2 separate regions of the Sus scrofa genome follow, and region 1 is linked to region 2. The links are chromatin contacts, called in public promoter capture Hi-C maps. All regions are on one chromosome and are shown on one strand. Each heading gives the region's core, a stretch centred on a gene start, on an enhancer-like site or on the middle of the called end of the contact. The rest is flanking DNA. Distances are from core to core; before and after follow the strand shown.

What was found. Promoter capture Hi-C pulls out the DNA fragments that hold promoters and counts their contacts.
Region 1: a contact with region 2 is called in a promoter capture Hi-C map of liver, with 3 times the contacts expected there. The contact joins the promoter of RRP12 here to the promoter of ZDHHC16 in region 2. A contact is called at or near these places in 1 of 5 promoter capture datasets (liver), 15 of 47 Hi-C or Micro-C datasets (alveolar macrophages, blood, brain and 7 more) and 2 of 2 datasets of contacts at active chromatin or transcription factors (alveolar macrophages and skeletal muscle).

Annotation. Positions count from the first base shown.
Region 1 is chr14:108,803,762-108,807,367 of Sscrofa11.1, forward strand. It overlaps RRP12 (RRP12-like protein), which reads right to left and starts at 1,752. Exons shown (of 34, transcript XM_021072760.1): 1 at 1,507-1,752; 2 at 740-972. The coding sequence starts at 1,645.
Region 2 is chr14:108,841,057-108,844,813 of Sscrofa11.1, forward strand. It overlaps ZDHHC16 (probable palmitoyltransferase ZDHHC16), which reads left to right and starts at 1,894. Exons shown (of 10, transcript XM_001928815.5): 1 at 1,894-2,090. It overlaps EXOSC1 (exosome complex component CSL4), which reads right to left and starts at 1,771. Exons shown (of 8, transcript XM_001928803.6): 1 at 1,674-1,771; 2 at 1,435-1,550; 3 at 348-422. The coding sequence starts at 1,761.

The DNA of each region.
Region 1 (3,606 bases), core at 502-3,001, 37 kb before region 2:
TCATGAGCTGAGGAGATGCTGTTAGAAGTAGTGGAGGAGTTCCTGTCATGGCGCAGTGGTTAACGAATCTGACTAGGAACCATGAGGTTGCGGGTTCGGTCCCTGCCCTTGCTCAGTGGGTTAACGATCAGGCGTTGCCGTGAGCTGTGGTGTAGGGTGCAGACGCGGCTTGGATCCCGAGTTGCTATGGCTCTGGCGTAGGCCGGTGGCTACAGCTCCGATTCCACCCCTAGCCTGGGAACCTCCATATGCCGCAGGAGCGGCCCAAGAAATGGCAAAAAGACAAAAAAAAAAAGAAGTAGTGGAAACTGGGAGTTCCTGTCATGGCTCAATGGTTAACAAACCCGACTAGCATCCATGAGGACTCGGGTTCGATCCCTGGTCCTGCTCAGTGGGTTATGGATCCAGCACTGCTGTGAGCTGTGGTGTAGATCACAGAGGCAGCTTGGATCTGGCATTGCTGTGGCTGTGGCTGTGGCTGTGGCGTAGGCCGGCGGCTACAGCCCTGGTTGGACCCCTAGCCTGGGAACCTCCATATGCCACTGGTGCGGCCCTAAAAAGATAAAAGACGGGTGGGAAAAAAAAAAAAAAAAAGTAGTGGAAACTGCCCCAGAAGAAGAAATGAGTAGAGGACAAAAAGGGCAGGACACAATATCCATAGATTCCAGCTGCTGTCACCAATCAACAGTCCAACTGGCCCCCCTCACTAGCCTCCTGCTGCCCTGACCCTCCCCCTTACCTCCTTGTGGGCAGCCGAGTTAGACTCCCAGAAGCGCTGCACTTTGCTGAAGGTGACATTTGTGCAGTCGGAGAGGCCACTCAGGAAGGTGCCTGAAGATTTCTCTGTGAGAGCCGGGGCCACCTCTTCTTCTTCCATGACTGTCTCAGGGGCTTCACTTTTGCCCAGGCGCAGAGACCCTGACTGCATCTCATTATGCAACTTCACTGCATCAACTGTCAGGTTGCTCTTTCCTGAGAACCGGGGGCATAGGGTAAGGCCCTTATTTTAACCCAAGCCGCCTTTTGGCCAAGAGAACAAGAACCCTAGGAAACAAACCTGTGGAGTCCAGGCCCCCAACCCGAGAGGCTAAATTCCGAACGCGGTCTGCCTCATTATCCCATTGTACACCTAGAACTTAACTCAGAAAGGGAACCCTCCAGGTAAAAGTTTCGCCGGTAGGAGTCAGCTAGGGGCTGCGGCGAGGGGCTTGGTTGAGAGATTAAGATGAAAGCGACTCGCAAAGAGTCACTAAGGTTAATTCCAGCCGAGAGTACTGACTATGATACTCCTGGTACCCTAGCCAAGTCATTTCCCTCCTGTGGACTCAGTTTCTGCATCTGTTAAATGGGGAAGGTGGACCTTTACAGCAGGCTCCAGATTGAACATTTTAAGAGAGGAAAGGCCGATGGTTGCTCCCCAAAGCCTCCAGAAGGCTCAGATCCATCAGGATCCAGCCCCGCCCAGAACCCCTCCGCCCGCAATGCCTTGGGTTGTCACCCTGCTACCTGAGGGCGGACTGAAGAAGCGGCTGCGGGCGGCCTGGCGGTGACGGCAGATGGCAGGGTTGCTTTCGCTGCTATGGCCTTTCTTCCAGCGCTTCAACTTGGCCGAGACGCCGGAGCGCAACTTCCCCGAGCGACCCATGTCGACTAAGCCGAGAGTGACTTTAAAGGACTAAGTTCCAGGGACCTAGAAACACGCGCAGGACCCACGTGGGTCCGCAGCCCACTTCACTTCCTCTTCCTCTGGCGTAACTTCCGCATTCGCGTCCGTCACCATGGCAAGAGCATCAACATCCGGTTTCACCTAGCGTCCAGGTTCTGATAGGGAGGGGCTCCTGAGAGATCTGCTTCTAGGGAGGAAGTTTTGGTGCTGCCGAGTCTCTAGGGCTCTTAGTCCAAGGCTTCGGTTCTTGGCTACAGAGGAGTGTCCTAAAACTGGAATTCCTTTGCAGGTTAAAGAAACATCGGAGGTCCCTGCTGGCCTCGCGGTTAAGGATCCTGCAATTGTCACTGCTGTGGCTCAGGTCGCTGCTGTGGCTTGGGTTCAATCCCTGGCCTGGAAGACGTGGCCAAAAAAAAGAAAAAGCAACCAGTGATGCTCCAAACTGGAGTTCCCTCGCGGCTCAGCGGGTTAAGGAACTGGGGTTGCCGCTGCTGTGGCTGCATGCCACAGTTGGGGCCAAAAAGAAAAGAAAAAAATAGCTTAGCTATTTTCATTTAATAATGGAGATATCCACTTGCTAAACCACCCCTGGCCTTATGATAGCACTCAAATCCCCCTAAATTAATCTCTTCTAATTCCACTTCAAAACCAGAAACCAATCCAGAACTGATTCCCACTCTCCTGATTCCCTCCCACAAATCCTTTATCTAGAGCCAAACTTTACAAAAGACCTTCCCTCCCTTCTCTTGCAGGGCAGAATTTCAAGATTCCTCTGGAATTCCCTCCCTCATTTCAAATCAATAAATCTAATTTTGTCAGACATTTGATCCTGGAGCTTTTGGCTGATTAGGTTCTAAATATCTGTCAACTTTAAAAAATTGCACAGGATCCCCGCTGTGGCACAATGGGATTGTGACATCTTGGGAGCAATGGGTCCAGTGTTCCATACCCAGCCCAGCATAGTGGGTTAAGGATCCAGCATTGCCATAGCTTTGGCTTAGGTCAAGACTGTGGCTCGGATCTGATCCCTGGCTCGGGAGCTCCATATGCCATGGGGCAGCTGACAATGAAAAAAATAAAAAATAAAAATAAAGATGAAAAAATTGCACAACCTGAAGTTTTATTTGGGGCAAAATTAGGACTTAAGCCTGGCAGACAGCATCTCAGGTAGCCTTGAGAAAACTGCTCCCAGGAGGTGAGAGGGGACCTGGGATATATATACAAGTTTTTGCAACAAAGGGAAGGTAGTAGGAACAAAAGATTTACAGAAAATATTTACAGAAAATCAGTTTCTCTGGGAAGATGTAAAGGTCTGGGCTTACTGAAATCACTCCTTTGATAGGCACCTCCGCTATGGGCCAGTCTTCTTTGTTTCTTTCCTGAGTGCTCTCAGGGCTCACCAGCTCACCCTTGGGAGTGGCTGCACTCAGAGGTGACCTTGACATCTTTTGTTTTGTCCACTTCACTATAGCCCAGGAGGCAGTATTTCAGACAGCTCTGGTGCTCCAAAGAGGAAAGGGGAAATATCAAGGTATAAGTGATAAAGGGGAAGGGGAAGTGGACACAGCCAAGCATGCATTTACAGACATTTTGCTGCTGATCTCGTCATCATGAAGGATCTTAGTGTTTTTCTAGATATGAGGAGAGGCAAGAATTGGGCTCATAGGAGTTCCCAGGTGGCACAGCAGAAACGAATCCGATTAGTAATCATGAGGTTTCGGGTTCGATCCCTGGCCTCACTCAGTGGGTTAAGGATCCGGCGTTGCCGTAAACTGTGGTGTCGGTCGCAGACCCAGTTCGGATCCCGAGTTTCTGTGGCTATGGTGTAGGCTGGCAGCTGTGACTCTAATTGAACCCTTAGCCTGGGAACCTCCTTATGCTGCAGGTTTGGCCCTAAAAGCAAGCAAGCAAGCAAGCAAGCAAGAAAGAAAGAATTGGGC
Region 2 (3,757 bases), core at 644-3,143:
CTATATTTAATATTTTGTGCTAAATCATAATAGAAAAGAACATGAAAAAAAAAAAAGCTTCCTTATCACCCTTTGGTGCCTCTGTTTCCCAGTCAAAAGTAAATCTACATACTCAGGGAACCAGCTCTGTAAAAGAACCATGCAAGCTTGAACTGGACCGCATTGATCATTATCCTAGAAATCTCTAGACTAGCACAAGCCGGGAAAACCTTCTGTGATGACAGATTTTAATTTATTTAAACGGCCACATATGGCTACTGGTTACCATACTGGACAGTGCTATTTTACAATGATCATGATTTCAGCATTGGATGGTACCTTAAGCAGGGAGTTTAGGATGAACTTACCTTACAGGTCACAATAGCTCCCACATCTGGCAATAATTGGGAATCCGTTTCTCTCATCACAGATATGACAGGAAGCTACAGCGAGAACAATAAAACATGAGTATCCTGCCTAAGCCTTCAGTAAAGGTATTTGTGGCTTGACAGTAATATGCATATGCCTCGGGCCACAGTTGACACAAGGACAGGAGGACTAGATTCTTTTGTAGCCCAGAGCAGAAAGCCTTAGAAATTTTAGGACAGGGAGGGAGTGGGATGGACTGGTAGCTGGGGGTTAGTAGATGCAAACTATTACATTTAGAATGGATAAGCAATGAGGTCCTGCTGTATAGCACAGGGAACTATACACAATCACTTGTGATAGAACATGATAGAAGAAAATATGAGAAAAAAAATGTATATGTATGTATGACTAGGTCACTGCAGCACAGCAAAAATTGACGAATACTGACAGTTGACTATACTTTAATAAAAAAAGACTTAAAAAAAGAAATTTTAGAACATAGGAGAGCCAAGGGGCCACAGAATGCTGCTCGAAGGCATAATCCAATCATTTCAGATGAGTTCCTGCAGAATGAGTTAATTCCAGAGATCAGACCCACCCAAGCCACAGCAGCATCCTAAGCCACTGAACCACAAGAGAACTTCCAAAATTCTTTTTATTAGTGGTGTTTAGGAGGGCTTATATGAGAAAGTGGTACCAGTGGGGCTATCTGAAAGTTAGGTAGGAATTAAATAGGCTAAGGGAGGAGTTTTCTTGTGGGTGAGTGGATTAAGGATCTCACTTTGTCACTGCAGTGGCTGGGGTCACTGCTGTGGCGGGGATTCCATCCCTGGCCCAGGAATCTCCACATGCCCCAGGTGCGGCCCCGTCAAAATAAACAAACACAGGATAAGGAAGAGAGTAGCGCGTTCCAGACAGACGGCGTGTGTACAAAGACTCTGTGGCTCACTGGGGACTCTGAGACCAACTCCTTCTACTGAACGAGGATCCCGAATCGCGCCCGCAGGGCCCTTGCCTAAGGATCGTGACATCAAAAGCAGCATGAGAAAGGCAGAAACCGAGGAGAGAGGAAACCAGCCCCTTTACCGCGCCGTTCTCGCTGCTCTTCGTCAGGCAGCCAGCAAGCGACGAAAAGATGTAGCCGTGCCGGGTGTAGGTGCCGCTGCCGGGGCTCCCCTCCTCCAAATTACACAGACGTTCGCCTGCGCAAAAAAAAAAAACCCAAAAAACCGCTGCATCAGCCACAGGACCGCAGAAGCTGTTGGTCGTCCGGCCTTCCTGCCTTTGCCTCTGCCCAGGATTCCCTCTGGGAACCGCCGACTTACCGGGGATGCAATACCTCACAGGTGGTGCCATGACTGCCTCTGTCCGAAGTCCGAAGGAAAATGAGGTCGACTGCTCATTGGCCAACATCAGGTGTGCACTCCCGCAGTAAGAAACGCGCCAATTGGTGACTTCTGTCACGTGCTCGCCAGACTCACTCTTGAGGGGAGGGGTAAACTCCATTTCCCAGGTTGCCCCGGGACGGGCTTGGGGGCGGAGTTCCGGAACTCCTGCGCTTGCGCTTGCGCCTGTGGAAGAGAATGGGCAGGCGGCGGGTCCGGGTCTGCAGGCTGGAGCTGTGGGCTGCTGGACATGGTTGGTTGGGTTGAGCCGGGCCGGGCTGTGGCGCGGAGCTGGAGGGGGTAGCAGTGAGCTGCAGCGGAGGCTGCAGGATTCGATTTGACTGATTGGGGAGGCAGGTAAGAGCGAAGCCACGGCCTTTGCTGCTCAGTCCTGTCCCTTTTGCTAGGGTCGGGCCCTATTCCGGCCTTGTGAGCCCGAGTTCCTGCTCTGTACGGCCTTGCCTTCAAACCGGGCGGAGCGCACCTTCCGACAGTCTTACGGTGCAGAGTTGAAGGAGGTCAGCCAACCCAACTCACCCATTTCACAGATTTGGAAGCTCAGCTCCAGAGATAGGATTTGACTTGTGCAGTGTCTCTAAGATAGTTCAAGGTAGAGACCAAATCGGTATCCAAGTTATTTTACTTCCAGTCCATCACCCTTTGACCAGGCCAGCCTTTATGTGAAGTAAAACCTTTTCCTGGTTTTTGTAACTGCAGCTTGCATCTTGCGGTCGGATCTTGTCAAGTGGAGCGTGTTAGTCTGGCAGGGAAGTCTGCGCATGAATAAAAGCTGCTCTCTCTGATGATTGACGTCCAGTACTTGAGACTGCAAATACCCTGAGAACGGCATCTTTGTCCATATGAGATTTGTCGACATTTTTCTCGGTTTCCTTTGCCTTCTGGTGGCTTTCGAATCCCTTCTCACCCCACATGTCCCGCATATCCGGTTTCCCTTTGGAAGAGAGATGGTGACTTAGAGCCTTTGAGTGTAGTGGCTTTCCATCTCCTCTGATCTGTGGCAGATGTCAGATGTCTCTTCTGATGGCCTGTGGCTACTACTCAGGGATCAGAATGCTCAGAGCTAGGGCTGGGGATCAGTAGTGGGTGGCTCTATTTCCTGTCCTGTTCACTCCCGCCCCCCTGACCCCCAGCACACAGTTTTGTTTTTTTGAGTTCTGCTTTACCTCAGTTTCATGAGATGAAAACTTCATATGTTAAGTTATAGCCCCATGGACTAAGTATTCTCTTCCCTGGCGTACACCCTCCCCTGCGTGCCCTGTGCACAAATCCCTAAAATAAGGGGCAGGGGCTTGGCCTCAGTCTTCCTTTACAATAATCTGATCTGTAGCTTTGCATCTACAAGCTTTCAGTTTACATGTTTGGTTTCTTTCTTTCTTTCTTTCTCTTTCTTTCTTTTTCTTTTTAGGGCCAAATCTGCAGCATATCGAAGTTCCCAGGCTAGGGGTCTAATTTGGAGCTGCAGCTGCTAGCCTATGCCACAGCCACAGCAACGCCAGATCTGAGCTGTGTGTGACCTAAACTACAGCTTGTGGTAATGCATATCCTTAAACCACTGAGTGGAGCCAGGGATAGAACCTGTAACCTCTTGAATACTTGTTGGGTTCATTACCACTGAGCCGCAATGGGAACTATTGTTTGGCTTGATTTCTGGTTGGACTAGCTTTCTAAAATGACTTCTGGGCGTTCCCGTCATGGTGCAGTGGTTAAGGAATCCAATTAGGAACCATAAGGTTGCCGGTTCGATCCCTGGCCTTGCTCAGTGGGTTAAGGATCCGACATTGCCGTGAGCTGTGGTGTAAGTCACAGATGCGGCTCGGATTCCACGTTGTTGTGGCTGTGTTGTAGGCCTGCAGCTACAACTCTGATTCGACCCCTAGCCTGGGAACCTCCATATGCCGCGGGAGCGGCCCTAGAAAAGGCAAAAAAAAAAAAAAAAAAAAAAGATAAAATGACTTCTGGCTCCTAAGTGCTGTGATTCTAATAATGGTTTTCATTTCTCTTTT